Regions from separate parts of the Mus musculus genome. Here regions 2 and 3 are each linked to region 1. The links are chromatin contacts, called in public Hi-C and HiChIP or PLAC-seq maps. All regions are on one chromosome and are shown on one strand. Each heading gives the region's core, a stretch centred on a gene start, on an enhancer-like site or on the middle of the called end of the contact. The rest is flanking DNA. Distances are from core to core; before and after follow the strand shown.

Evidence for each region. HiChIP or PLAC-seq counts read pairs in DNA pulled down with a chosen protein or histone mark. A called contact is a pair of places that touch in the nucleus more often than the background predicts.
Region 2: a contact with region 1 is called in a Hi-C map of the MNK3 cell line, with 5 times the contacts expected there. The contact joins two enhancer-like sites. A contact is called at or near these places in 1 of 484 Hi-C or Micro-C datasets (the MNK3 cell line) and 1 of 115 datasets of contacts at active chromatin or transcription factors (acute myeloid leukemia).
Region 3: a contact with region 1 is called in a RAD21 HiChIP or PLAC-seq map of pro-B cells, with 12 times the contacts expected there. The contact joins two enhancer-like sites. A contact is called at or near these places in 1 of 15 datasets of contacts at CTCF or cohesin (pro-B cells), 3 of 484 Hi-C or Micro-C datasets (cerebral cortex, embryonic fibroblasts and forebrain) and 1 of 115 datasets of contacts at active chromatin or transcription factors (neural progenitor cells).

What each region holds. Positions count from the first base shown.
Region 1 is chr4:7,205,378-7,209,491 of GRCm38.p6, forward strand. All of the region lies in intron 4 of Gm33646 (a long non-coding RNA gene), which reads left to right. Among named protein-coding and RNA genes, the nearest start is that of Gm33646, 15 kb to the left of the region's middle. Within about 2 kb of position 1,819, at least 28 of the 459 cell types and tissues checked have an H3K27ac peak or open chromatin away from gene starts, as enhancers often do. A contact at or near this core is called in the MNK3 cell line and pro-B cells, where this site is marked.
Region 2 is chr4:7,910,671-7,914,784 of GRCm38.p6, forward strand. No RefSeq gene overlaps it. Among named protein-coding and RNA genes, the nearest start is that of Gm23860, 92 kb to the left of the region's middle. Within about 2 kb of position 2,166, at least 25 of the 459 cell types and tissues checked have an H3K27ac peak or open chromatin away from gene starts, as enhancers often do. A contact at or near this core is called in the MNK3 cell line, where this site is marked.
Region 3 is chr4:7,851,138-7,855,251 of GRCm38.p6, forward strand. No RefSeq gene overlaps it. Among named protein-coding and RNA genes, the nearest start is that of Gm23860, 32 kb to the left of the region's middle. Within about 2 kb of position 2,419, at least 19 of the 459 cell types and tissues checked have an H3K27ac peak or open chromatin away from gene starts, as enhancers often do. A contact at or near this core is called in pro-B cells, where this site is marked.

The sequences.
Region 1 (4,114 bases), core at 569-3,068:
GGACTGACTGACTGAGCCAGCTCTGAGCCTCTGGTGTGAATATTGAGAAAATATTCTTTTTTTTTTTTTCTACAAGGCCATGTCTAAATTTTGCCTAACAGTGTAAATATTCAAGTTGAACTTTGTTTTCCCACAATGTCGTAGATTATTTTCAAAATAAAATGTCAAAGAATGTATTTTGTTGCACAGTATAGATTAATTTTTTATACATGAAGAACCTCCCTGTGTAGCTCAGGTTGGCCTCAAACTGACAATAATCCTTTCTCAGCCTCCAGAGTTCTGGAACTACTATCATCTATCACTGTGCCAGGGCAGGTTTTTGATTGATCTATCTATCTATCTATCTATCTATCTATCTATCTATCTATCTATCTATTTGGGATCATTCTTTTTCTATAAAAATATAAAAACATTTTTTTGTTCACTAAACCATATATCAGTGAATATTGATTAAAAAAATTTGTAGATGTTTACTCATGAAGAACACAGTCAGCATACCCATGGGCAAGAAGCCATGCTTCACTGGGGGAAAGGCACTATGGAGGAAGGCTTGAGAAATTTGCAACTGGTCACCAATTAATCGGCCAGGTATTTCCCTTCAAATAGAGCAATATTAATTTTTAGTCCTTCTTAGCAAAGAAAACAGATATACTTTCAAGTCCTCCTTCTTTTCTTCAACTTAAAGAACTGACTTAGTTTCGCAACAAGGTAGTGGGAGGTGATCTACTCCATATTTCAGCCTTGATTTATGTGAAAGAAAAATAAGCAATAATCAAACATGTGTGACATGATTAGTGGTCACTTGCTGCAGATTCTGCTCATGTTCACATGCCAGGTAATGGAGAATTATCTGTTCTTCTAGAATACATATCTTAAACCCTGATAGTTCTTATGGCTACAAGCTTCTTTCTATAACACTTAAAAACTTTCCTTGCCATGTCCAATTCTTCCATGTGTGCTGCTTTCTAAAAGTCATCAAATAAAATGAATTTCACATGGAGACTTCATATATGTTTGTGTTATAAATCCAACGCTTAATGTTTCTTCTGCTGTTTCTCCCCTGTTCAGGCAGAGAGATGTTTCCATCTCTCTTCAGATGCTATCTGGACAGCCATTCCCTATCTGTGCTTGGGCTAAATATAAAATTTAAATGTAAATGCCATATAAGTAACAAAGAGAATAATGAAGATCATTCATCCACAACATGTGTGCACTTCATCTGATAGCTCAGTGATTGTTCACGGACTTCTCATGCTTTAAGCCCTGAGTGTTTTGCTATCAGAACTCCTAATGAACCAGCAGTCCTCCTGTTTGTGCTGTCATGAGCAAAGAAGAGGAAATAACTAGATTGGCAATATTGCCAATAGTTTTGCATGACAGCTAAAGGAACTATTTGCGAACTTTACCTGGCTATGGATGTCACCTAGTATGATTGCTTGTGAACAAAAGAGACATTCAGAAGTCCAGAGGAAATATGTGCTCTGTGGTGTGTGCTGAGACAGGCCTAGGCCCCCCTAGCCTGCATCCAGCCGGGGACAGAAAATTCTAGAAGCTCTATAAAAGGACACAAGGGTAGAGCCAAGGCAAACTGATAAAGCAAACTGAATGAATTAACAGGCTGCTTTTTATAAGCGTTTCTTCTAATTTCATTGGAGTATGCTCTATCCAGCTACAGATTTGAATGGTAAAAGGTATTGTGATGTTTCTTTAATGTAAGAGTGTATGTAGAATTTTTCTGCTGTCTTCTAGAGGTAGAAGCACTGAGTAACAGAAAAAGATGTGGTCAACCTAGGAGTACAGGAAACCACAGAAGGAACTAGTTCTTTATCTTGCTCTCTGGTGATTCTTCCTCTTCTATCAGTGGGGGACTGATGGGCCTGTCAGAAGTGGGGGAGGAATTTAGATGATGGAGGGATGAAGGTAGCCTCAATGTTCTGTGCATTTGGAATCAATCTTGAAGGAAGGAAGATTTGAAGAGGTATGGATTTAGACTCCCACTGTTATCAGTGGGAGGCAGAGAAAAACTGCCCACTTGCATGCAAGTCAGCAAATATCTGAGGGTTAAAGATGCTGGGACTCTGATCTATTGACCAGTAAGGTCCCAGCGCTTCTTATAATAATTGTGTTAAGGTACCACAGTATCCAAATAAAGTTAATAACTACTGCATGGCACTTGTGGGCTTGGCATATGCATACACTTGGTTGACTCTTTTAACTCCAGGCTTGTTTCTTAACCAGCTAGGCAACTTTAGTCAGTTGCCCTTTGTCATAGTTAGAATCTGAAATGACTCCAAAGGGTCAGCTTGCACTGTAGCTGAAGGGGCCGTTGGAATTGGTGAGGCCCAGTGTAAACTGTTGAGTCTTTGGAGGTTGTCCATAAGGCGGTACTGCATTTTCAACTCCTTCCTCTCTCATTCCTTTTGCTGCTGGGCCCACATGGAGCTCTTCTGTCTGGGTTCCCACCATGATGGAAAACCCACAGCAGTGCACCCAGGACAGCATGGCATGAAACCTGTGTTACCCTGAGCCAAAATGCATCTTTCTTCTTTAAAGTTGCATGTCTTAGTCATTTTACATCAAAGAGGAAGCTAATGTGCCCCTTAGGCATAATACCCTTTAATATAGGACCAGATTAACACTGGGATTATATATGTGAATGTATATATGTGTGTCCTCATATAGAATTAGAAAAAGATTGGAATAATTTTCATCTTATTATTTTGGTAACATGGATCAGATCTAGGGGCTCAAGCATACGCAAGATAAGCAAATGCTCTACACTTGATATGTACCTGCAGATACCCTAATAGTATTATGAAGAACCAGCTTCATCCGGTTATTTCAAGTAATATATAAAACTGGACGTGTGTGTTAGCAGTCCTGGTTATCTCTTTGGGAGTTCCCTTACAGTGCTATAGATCTTCAAAATTACAGCACTGTTTATATATTGTGATTAACACGTGTCATTATTATTAAAAGTATATTATTAAAAGTTGCAATGTGGGCAGCACAATGTATCAACAAGCTGGCTGGGTGTGACTGAAGCCTGGAAGCTGTTAAGCAAAATTCCATGTGTCTGAAGTGGTCTTCTGTTGCCAAAGAATAGTCCAGAGCACCAAATCTGATCTTGGACCAAGGGGAAAGGGTTAACACTGCAAGAGGCTACTATACACTAAATGTCTCTCGTGTGTCAACAATTATTTCACTTACTCTCAGCAAAAGGTTATGAAGCCAATTACTGTTGTTCCGTTTCAAGAGATAGCTATGGCTTAAGGGCTTGTATACACTGAGGAGGATATGGGGGAACTGGAGTGAGGGGAACAGGGATTAGTGTTTTATTGTATACACACACACACATACACACACACATATAGATAGAGATAGGTGTATATATATATATATATATATATATATATATATTCCTCAAAAATAATATATTTCATTGTGAACACATATTTCATATATGAACATCACAAAGATTTTATATATTATATATAATTCAATGTATATATTGATCACTAACACACATATTTATATATTATATTTTATATATTTATAATTATGTATTTATTATATATTATATTTATATTGCATTATAGAAAGATTGAAATTTCACAGAATTAGTAGAATCCTAATATGCTGCAGGGTACAAAAGGAATTGGACTTAGTAGCTGGCCATCAACTAATAAACCTACCCTACTAGAGTAGCAGTATCATACTGTAGTTATAGGATATCACAACATACTATATAGCATATACTGACTCTGTGTTTAGAAAAGCTTGAGTTAGACTTGCACCAGGTTCAAGATTTGGACAGTTTCTTTTTTAGACTATGAAACTCTCCTTCTCTTATATAAATACAGATCATGCTGTATACTTTATATAAATATATATATACTTTCTATAAATACAGATCATGCTGTATACTTTAGATGGAAAAAGATTGGGAAGAATGGAATATGTGCAGAATTTACAGGGAGACTAAGTTGCTTCTTTATTGTCTGTATATTGTAGGAATTGTCTGATAAAGATGTGTTTGTGAGGTTGTAGCAAAGTGACATTGAGCATTGTCATGCCTAGATGCTCATGGGAGCTCTGACTTGTAAACACTCCT
Region 2 (4,114 bases), core at 916-3,415, 710 kb after region 1:
CTGGAATTCTACTAATTTGTATTTCAAGTCCTATCCTTTTAATAACTTTATAGACAGGGTTTTTGTTAAATTTTTACATAATAAATTCATTTTCTACTTGTGCATACATGAAACATAGATAGATTTTCTTAATTTTTTGATTCATAATGGTTAACTCATATAATAGTGTATAGAACCTTAATCCACATTCATAAGACCTGTACTCACAGAGAGACACATGTACATACACTCATCACACAAGCACATCATATCAACACACATAGATACACATGTATGCATCACATATTACACTAATTTCTTCTGTGAATCAATAAAAAGAAATAAGAGGGCATTAAATAAGCTTATAATTAATAAAATATTGATGCATTGAAACTAGCTTGAAATAGTAAATTTGTTGTTTGGATGAACAAATAAGAGCTTGCTCTGATTAGGTTTGTCACATGTAATATACCTGACCAAACATAATATTCACAGATTTGGTTTAGAATATAATTGCTTCTGCCAAGTTTCCTTTAGTATAGAGTACAAAGAATTCTTATAAGATACACAATTTCTTTTCCCTCTCCCTCTCCCTCTCCCTCTCCCTCTCCCTCTCCCTCTCCCCCCCCCTGTCTTTCTTTTATACGGCAGATAGCCCATCTTCACAAAACACTGAAATAATCGAACCTGTGTACTTAAAATATCTTCAAAGTTCCTTTGATTAATCTGAAACTCATGGACTATAAGGGGAAGGTACATTTTAAAGTGATAAATGTCTTTGTCTGTTATGAGACAAATTCTATAAGGAGTAAGCAAGAATAAGCACAAATCTAGTTGTTTTTAGAACTTGCTGAGATGCCGTTTCCTGGAAGCAGATCCAGGAGAATTGTGCAGCAGAATAAATGTCCTATTTTCTTTCTTGTGCCTGGAGATTACAGTCATTGAATAGGTGGCTTCATCATTTTCTCATACTGTTTGTAAGTCTAGGACAATCGCTAATGACATTTTTTCTCAACTATTCTTAGGCATCAATTCAATTTGTTTACACACACACACACACACACACACACACAAAATAAAAAATGTCAGGAAATAGTAACTTACCACCCAGTGCCACCCTTTCTCCTTGGCCAAGGTGACTCATTGGAAGGTAAAGATTTCTTCCTGTGGCATTAACATAAGGTTGTCAACATTCATCACTTCTAATGCAATTTATTCTGCTCATGTGAGAGGCAAACATGAACTGTTTAAAGCAGATCTCCAGGTCAGTATCTACAATCCACCAGGAATATTTGCAGACAGATGAAATTGCTTAGAACTTGTGAGTAATCTTCTCTAGTGTCCTTCTGTAGACCAACTGTATCTTTGTAATTTGATGTGGCCAATGCAACATGTTCGGTAGCTTGACTTACTTTATACAAGCAAGTCAAAAGCTTTCTCTTATAGCTCAGGCTATGTTTAACCTCAAGATCCTCAGCCTCATGGGTCCTGGAATTTCAGCTGTGCACCAATACAAAGCCACAATGGAGCAGATTAAGCAAATGAAAACACATTCACTCTGAGGCTCAGATAGGTGACTGCATCCCCCTCATCATTGTTTCCACAAGAAGAGTTGGTTAAATTCTGCTTTGGTGCAAAATGACAATAAAAATATATCTGGCCTTCATGTTTTCTTATAGAAAGAGAGCATGGTGTAGAGTTTGAACAGACATTTCAACTTGGACATTTTTAGTGGAAGATTCATTTATTGAACAGATATAAGGAAGGCAGCATAAAAACATTAGTGAATTCCCATCCATCCCAACGCTTGCTTACATAAAAACAAGAAACTCTAGAAACTTTGGATAAAAAAATGAAAGAAAACATTAACAGCATGACAAAATAGCATCTTTCTGCAAGAAAGAAGTGAAAATGTTTAAAACTTAATAATGCAGATACCAAAAAGAGACAGAGGTTTCCTTTTTTGCCTAGGACAAAAGAAAATCTATAGATTAAATCCTCAGGAAATTATTTGATAGAGAAGAGCAATTCCAATGCTGTCACATGGTTTTTAAATAGTATTGGATTAAGAGAAGCACCAGAGACTTTTCATGGTACTTTTTTCCATGTTAGAAAAGTCATCTCAGCTCTGTAGGCAGACCAAATGACTTCACAAACCACATCCTCATTACTCAGAACTAGATTCCACTTTTCAGTATTTCAGTATTATTAGCTCTGTCCCCAATTTCTTCCGTTGAAACCACTGCATGTGTACTTACTGGCCCAGTGACCACCACTGATGCTAATCAGACCTCTCATTTTCTTAACTAGGGATGTTTAACATGAAGTAGGTCAGAGAAGAAGAGGAAATTATAGGTGGGGAGTGGGCCAATGTGTGCTAGAAATATTAAATTCATGCATACGCATGGGCTCTTCTATTATAAATCAGCTATTCAAGTAGCATTTGAAATACTTGTCTGATTTCCTGGTTCTAATCTCTTAATGATATGTTTGCAGTGCCGATGAATTCTTACCATTTTGATACTCCCAGAGCAGTTCACAACCCTCATACAAGCACCTCTTGCTCATGGTCCTGTCTGTCATAGATATGACTTACTAGATTTGAGATGCAAAAGAGGCTGTCACTCATTTAGACAAATGATGAGAACTGAGTCACTTCATGAAAACAAGGACATCCCTCTTCTTCTCTTGCTCACCTAAAACCTGTGACGTTTTCTCATCTTCCTTTCCTTGCATAAAAGGCAAGTGTCTCAAAGTCCGCTGGAAGGTTTCTCATTTCAGATTCAGTATGTCACCTGTTAATTCAGGGTGGATACCTGTCTTGTCTATTTTTACCAGTAGTCTCTGTACTTCCATAGTGAGGCAACAACCAACATAGAAGCATATTTCTGGTACTCATTGCTCTAGCTACCACACCCTACTTACTTACTTCAGTTGTTCCCATAACATTTGTTATGTCTGGATCTTTATTAATGATACCAAAGTATAAAAGGACAGTTTCTACTCATAAAACGATTTTTAAATGCTATTTCTGCCAAATGTTCACACAGAACTGAGGGATTCATGCATAAATAAAGGCAAACTTTTAGATACATTGTCAAATGAACTCTGGGTGTATTCTATAAACATTAAGAGAAAGGAAAATAAGTTTTTATTTGATACAAATAATAAGGCTATGCACCTAATAATTCAAGATACCTTTCAAATGACCTTTCAAATGATCTGTATTAAGTATGTTTATCACTGCAATGCTTACATCTTAGATATTAAGCATATGGAAGGGAAGTAAGTGTGCTGTGCCTTCATTCCTTGGTATAGAGAATCTCTTAAACAAAGATTCACACAGGTAAATGACTAAACATTTTAAATTTAGAAATCACAAATCATACTTTAAATGTGTTACTAAAACAATTTTAACTACATCTTTCTCCAAGATATCTTTTCACATGCCTTCCAACCCCTACCCCCAGATGAAGCCTAACCCCACATTCAGTTCTCTGAACAATTCCGGCCAACCTTGCCCTAAGCACAAGCAACCTTTAGGCTTCCATTCTGTTTATCCCAGAACTATCTCCAGCCCTCCTATGGTACACTCAATCTCTTCAATCAAACCCTGCACGTTATTTCCCAGAGCCTATCTTGGTGAGTCCATCTAATTTCCCCCCATGTCCCCTCCCCTAGCTCCAGATCTACCCCTAAATTCCAGACTTGGACCAGAATGCATATATCACCTCAATGCCTTGTGTCCACCTGACTTCATTTTACCCAAGCAAGATCACCCTGTGGGCTCAATGAATCCATGAATGAATCTTCATTTCTCTCTGAAGAGTCTATGGCTGTACCAGATAAGACCAAACAAAGAAGTTCAAATACCCAGATCTTATTGACAAAAACACAAGATTGTAAAAGATCAAACCAATATCTCCCTCCATAAACCTATACATTCTATACAGAATCAGAAAAGGGACACATTACAACAGATGTCAAAATAAAAAGACAAAGAAGAAGATGAAGAAGAAGATAATGATGAATAGGAAAAACAAGAACAAAAACAATAAGAAAAAAAATTCTATCACAAGAGAATACTTAAAAACTTGTACCCCATTGAATTGGAAAAACCTAAAAGAAATGGATC
Region 3 (4,114 bases), core at 1,169-3,668, 650 kb after region 1:
ATTTGGAGTCAAGTTCCCCGGCTGAAGAGCTTGTGCTAGTAAGTGACTGGTCAAAGTAAAATTAATACAAATTCACAAAATAAAATAACTCAAACTCAAAATAAAATTGTTGACCCATTATTAACATAATACATGTTCATGCTGTAACCAAAAGCATCTTGTAGTAATGACCATTTTGTATACTTTAACATTTGTAACTTCCCACTGGGATCTAGTTACTCTATGAAATGGATAAGACACTTGGCTGGAATCCATATGCAGTAGTCTTGTTATTCTTTGAGTGAAGTTACACTCATCCATACATTGACTAGTGATTGTGTTCTTACATTTTACCATAGCATACATAACATGCTTTGTTGAGTTTTCATTGTTAGCCATTATCATGCTTTTCTACAGTCAAAACTGGGAAGAAATAACAGTAGATCAATTGAATAAAAAGCAGAACTGTATCATTGTAAAGGGAAGTATAAAGTATTTCATATATATTTCTTGGTGAATTGTGAGGTAGGTGTGGTTTTGTTTGTCTGCGTTTCTAAGAGGCCTGGTGTTAACCTAAACCAAGCATATGTCAGAGGCTTGATATGACATAAGACCCTTGGGCTTCAGATTGAGAAAAGCCCAGCATGAAACCACAGCTCTAGTGTTTATCATCTTGATGACACTAGATAAGATAATGAATCTTTTTGTCACTTGCTTCTCCCAATTTAAAAGCCAATCTAAGAAAAATTTCCTTATATTTCTTTATTGAAATGACATAGTATATAAAATCTGTCCCCTTGAAGTAGGAATCTCTCCCTTCTACTAGAAAAAGGCTCAGCACTTAAAGGCAACAATGCAGAGAAGACCAAGATTTATGCAACAGAAGATAGTTTAGTTCTTACCTAAAGTTAAAATAGATATTTTTTTTTTAAAAGCAGAAACACAGGAGAAGAGGAAGGGAAGATAATTGAAAGTGAACCAAATCAAAGCAAGCGACTAAGCTGCAAAGCTCCTGAGAAACCTGACTCAATTCTGGGATACTTAAAATAATGATGACTAAGCCTTTTAATATATGCCCATATAGAGCCAAGATTCACATGTAGAAACATTTAATTTAGAAACTAGGGAAATGCTACAATCTGGATGGGCACAGACCAAGTTATCACAAGAAAATTTATTTCCATACATGAAGTTGGAATAAATCTATTTTAATGAAGTCTCCAATTGTCCTTTCCTAGATCAAACCATATGTAATTTAGCGAATCTTGATGTGCTTCATTTAAAAAACATCTTTAATGTCTCCACAAGGCAACTCCCTGAGATAGCACAAGCTTTTGGAACACCCACAAGAGAAGTGCGATTCAAATTAGTCCTCAAGCTGTTCAAATAAGGAGCTACAGCTGAAAGTACTGCAGTTCAACGGGGAGATACATGTATTTTTAAAGTTACTTGTATCTACCAGATAAGCCTGGCAAAATGAACCAAAAAGTGAAACCCAAATGAATAGTGTGAATTAACGAGTGAATTCTTCTAACCCTGGGAGCAAGACAAGATCACTGGGAAGATAAATAATTCTTGTTCAAATCTGGTGGTTTCTGCCACCATTCTTCCTGAAAGTGGTCCTGAAAATATTATTATTATTGGGCATGACACAATTTGGATTGAATTGCATTGCCTGATTTGATTAATTTCTAACTGAACTTCCAATTGTGACTCCTTCCCTTCCACTTCCAGGACATGCCACAACTCTATAATCAGAATATTTTGTCCAGCATCCTCATTGTGCAATGGCTTCTCCTCATTTTCTATTCACGGTTGTCACCACAGTTTAACAAACAGAGGAGCACTAACTATGCTGGCATAATTGTCTGACTCAGGCACTCAAAAGTGTAGTTTTAGCTGCTCTGCTAACTTTCAGACATGAGTGAACCACTTGACCTTGCTAGCCCAATTCTTGGAGTCAAGGGTTGGCTTGTTCATCGCTAAGGTCCTTTTCTACACAGTTATCCTATGATTCTGTAATGTATTTCTAAGCAGTTTGCTTAATCACTCAATTACCCAGCAGTCCTCCAGACCTGGAAGGGGATGATTACTTGCCAGGGGCATTGCAGAGGGTATTTGTGAATTAGCAGGAGGTCAGGTTTTAACCTCTGAGGTCCCTGAAACTCTGATTCTATTCTGGCTCTTGTATTGGCTGTTTCCTGGCCCAATGTTCTACCCATCAGGAGGACATTACCCACTCTTGGAAGCAACTGGTTTCTAGTTCATTAATAGAGAGATAACAGGCATTAAAAATCAAGCTGCTTGAATAAATGATAAATATAAACCATTACCAACTTGTCCTCATACTAAAATAATTGCATACAGAATCATTGTAAAATAATCTTGCTATGAGAAATAAAGAAAACAGAGGCATCATTTTGGTGCCCCCAAGTGGACATCCATGATGGCTGCAGTCAAATTACACCTTACAAAGTATTTCAGGGCATCTGGCAGACACACACACACACACAGACCTTTGGCGGTCTTGCATATTTCATGTTGTATAGATTCTAGAAGGTATTCTAGAAATTTTGGGTCTCTTCATGAACACTTTGCAGTTATCTAAGAAGAGACAGAGGTATATGACCACTCCCAAGTTAGTCTTCTGACTAACAGAGTTTGAATATCTAAGGAAAAAGACATTTCAGTGCATTCTCCAGTGAGACCTTTAGCATCTCCTCTGTTCATTTGCACCAAATGTCCAGCAGCTACTATCAACATTGCTTGCTTTGGACAAACATTTTGTTTCTTATTCATTCCTTTTAAACTTCATAGTATTGGTATATTTTGATATTAGATATTTAAACCTTGTGGGTTTTACACAGACTAAATACAATGATATAAATAAAACATATGCTGGACTACGTAATAACTAAATAAAACCTCTTATGAGTTCCTGCTATAAGAAAGATAATGTATTAAGCAAAGAGTCCTACAACCCCCCCCCCAAAAAAACAGCCAAACAGAAGCAGGTTGCTTATATGATAGGCAAAAGGACTCCCTTAAAATGTAACAGAAGATACCACAAAGAATAAAGGGAACCAATACCACAAGGGGCACTCAGTAGTTCAGTCAAAATATCCTGAGATATAGCTGAAAGAATTGTGTGTTTAAATGATAAATGAAGAGTTGAGACAATTTGATTTCCAGAACACCAGGTGCCTGTGTTGTGGATTAAGATGTTCTAGGAAGGCCTTTGTTTTTTTTTTTTTTGTTTTGTTTTGTTTTATTTTTTTGCAGGGAATGGAAATTAGAGAAGATAAAGGGGAGCAGTGGGGTGATGTTTTATGTTTCTAGGTTAGGAAATTATGGAAATAATCATAGCATAAAACTTGTAAGATTTGCTTGAAGAATAAGGAATTTGCTGAAGCAAAATATTAGGAATTATAAACAACTATAGATGTTAGTTAAAATGAAAGTGTAAGCTGTAAGCCAGGAAGCAAAATTTTGGCTTTGATTAATATTCATACTACAAGTGTTTATCTCATAGACTAGGATTAGTAAGATCACCACACTTTTGTCTCTCTTCCTTCTTCTCAGAGCTGCAACAGCCATTGCTAGGCAACCACTCCATTGTCTCTTACTAAGCACTGTGGGACCTTAGAGTCTGTCTCAATAACTTTAGCAAAAATGATGTTTCATCAGGATTGTCTCAAAAGATAAAACCAATGTGTGTCTCTTGCACTAGATTTAACGGTAAAAATAGGAAGACCCACACCTAATAAAGGTTGGTAAGCATTAGTCAGAACTGATCCTGCTTGAGACTATGGCCAGCATTCAGTGATCATTTATCATATCGATGTAGAATTTAGATGGTGGGTGCTCATGTATAGCAAAATAAACATTCATCGGGTAGCTGTTGTGTGCTGTTATGTATTACAATCTGGGAGCCTCTAGGAAGGAGGTTGAAGACAATGGATAGACCAGCTGAAGGTGTTAATAGGATCATAATGAATTAAAATCTAAAGCTGAAATGTACAACTAATATAGAAGGGAAAAAAGACTAAGCTGTGTTAGAAGTAAGTAAAAACTCCAAGGAAAGAGTGCACAAAGGGAAAGTCCAATGGGCAAGAAGAAGTATGAAAAATAAACA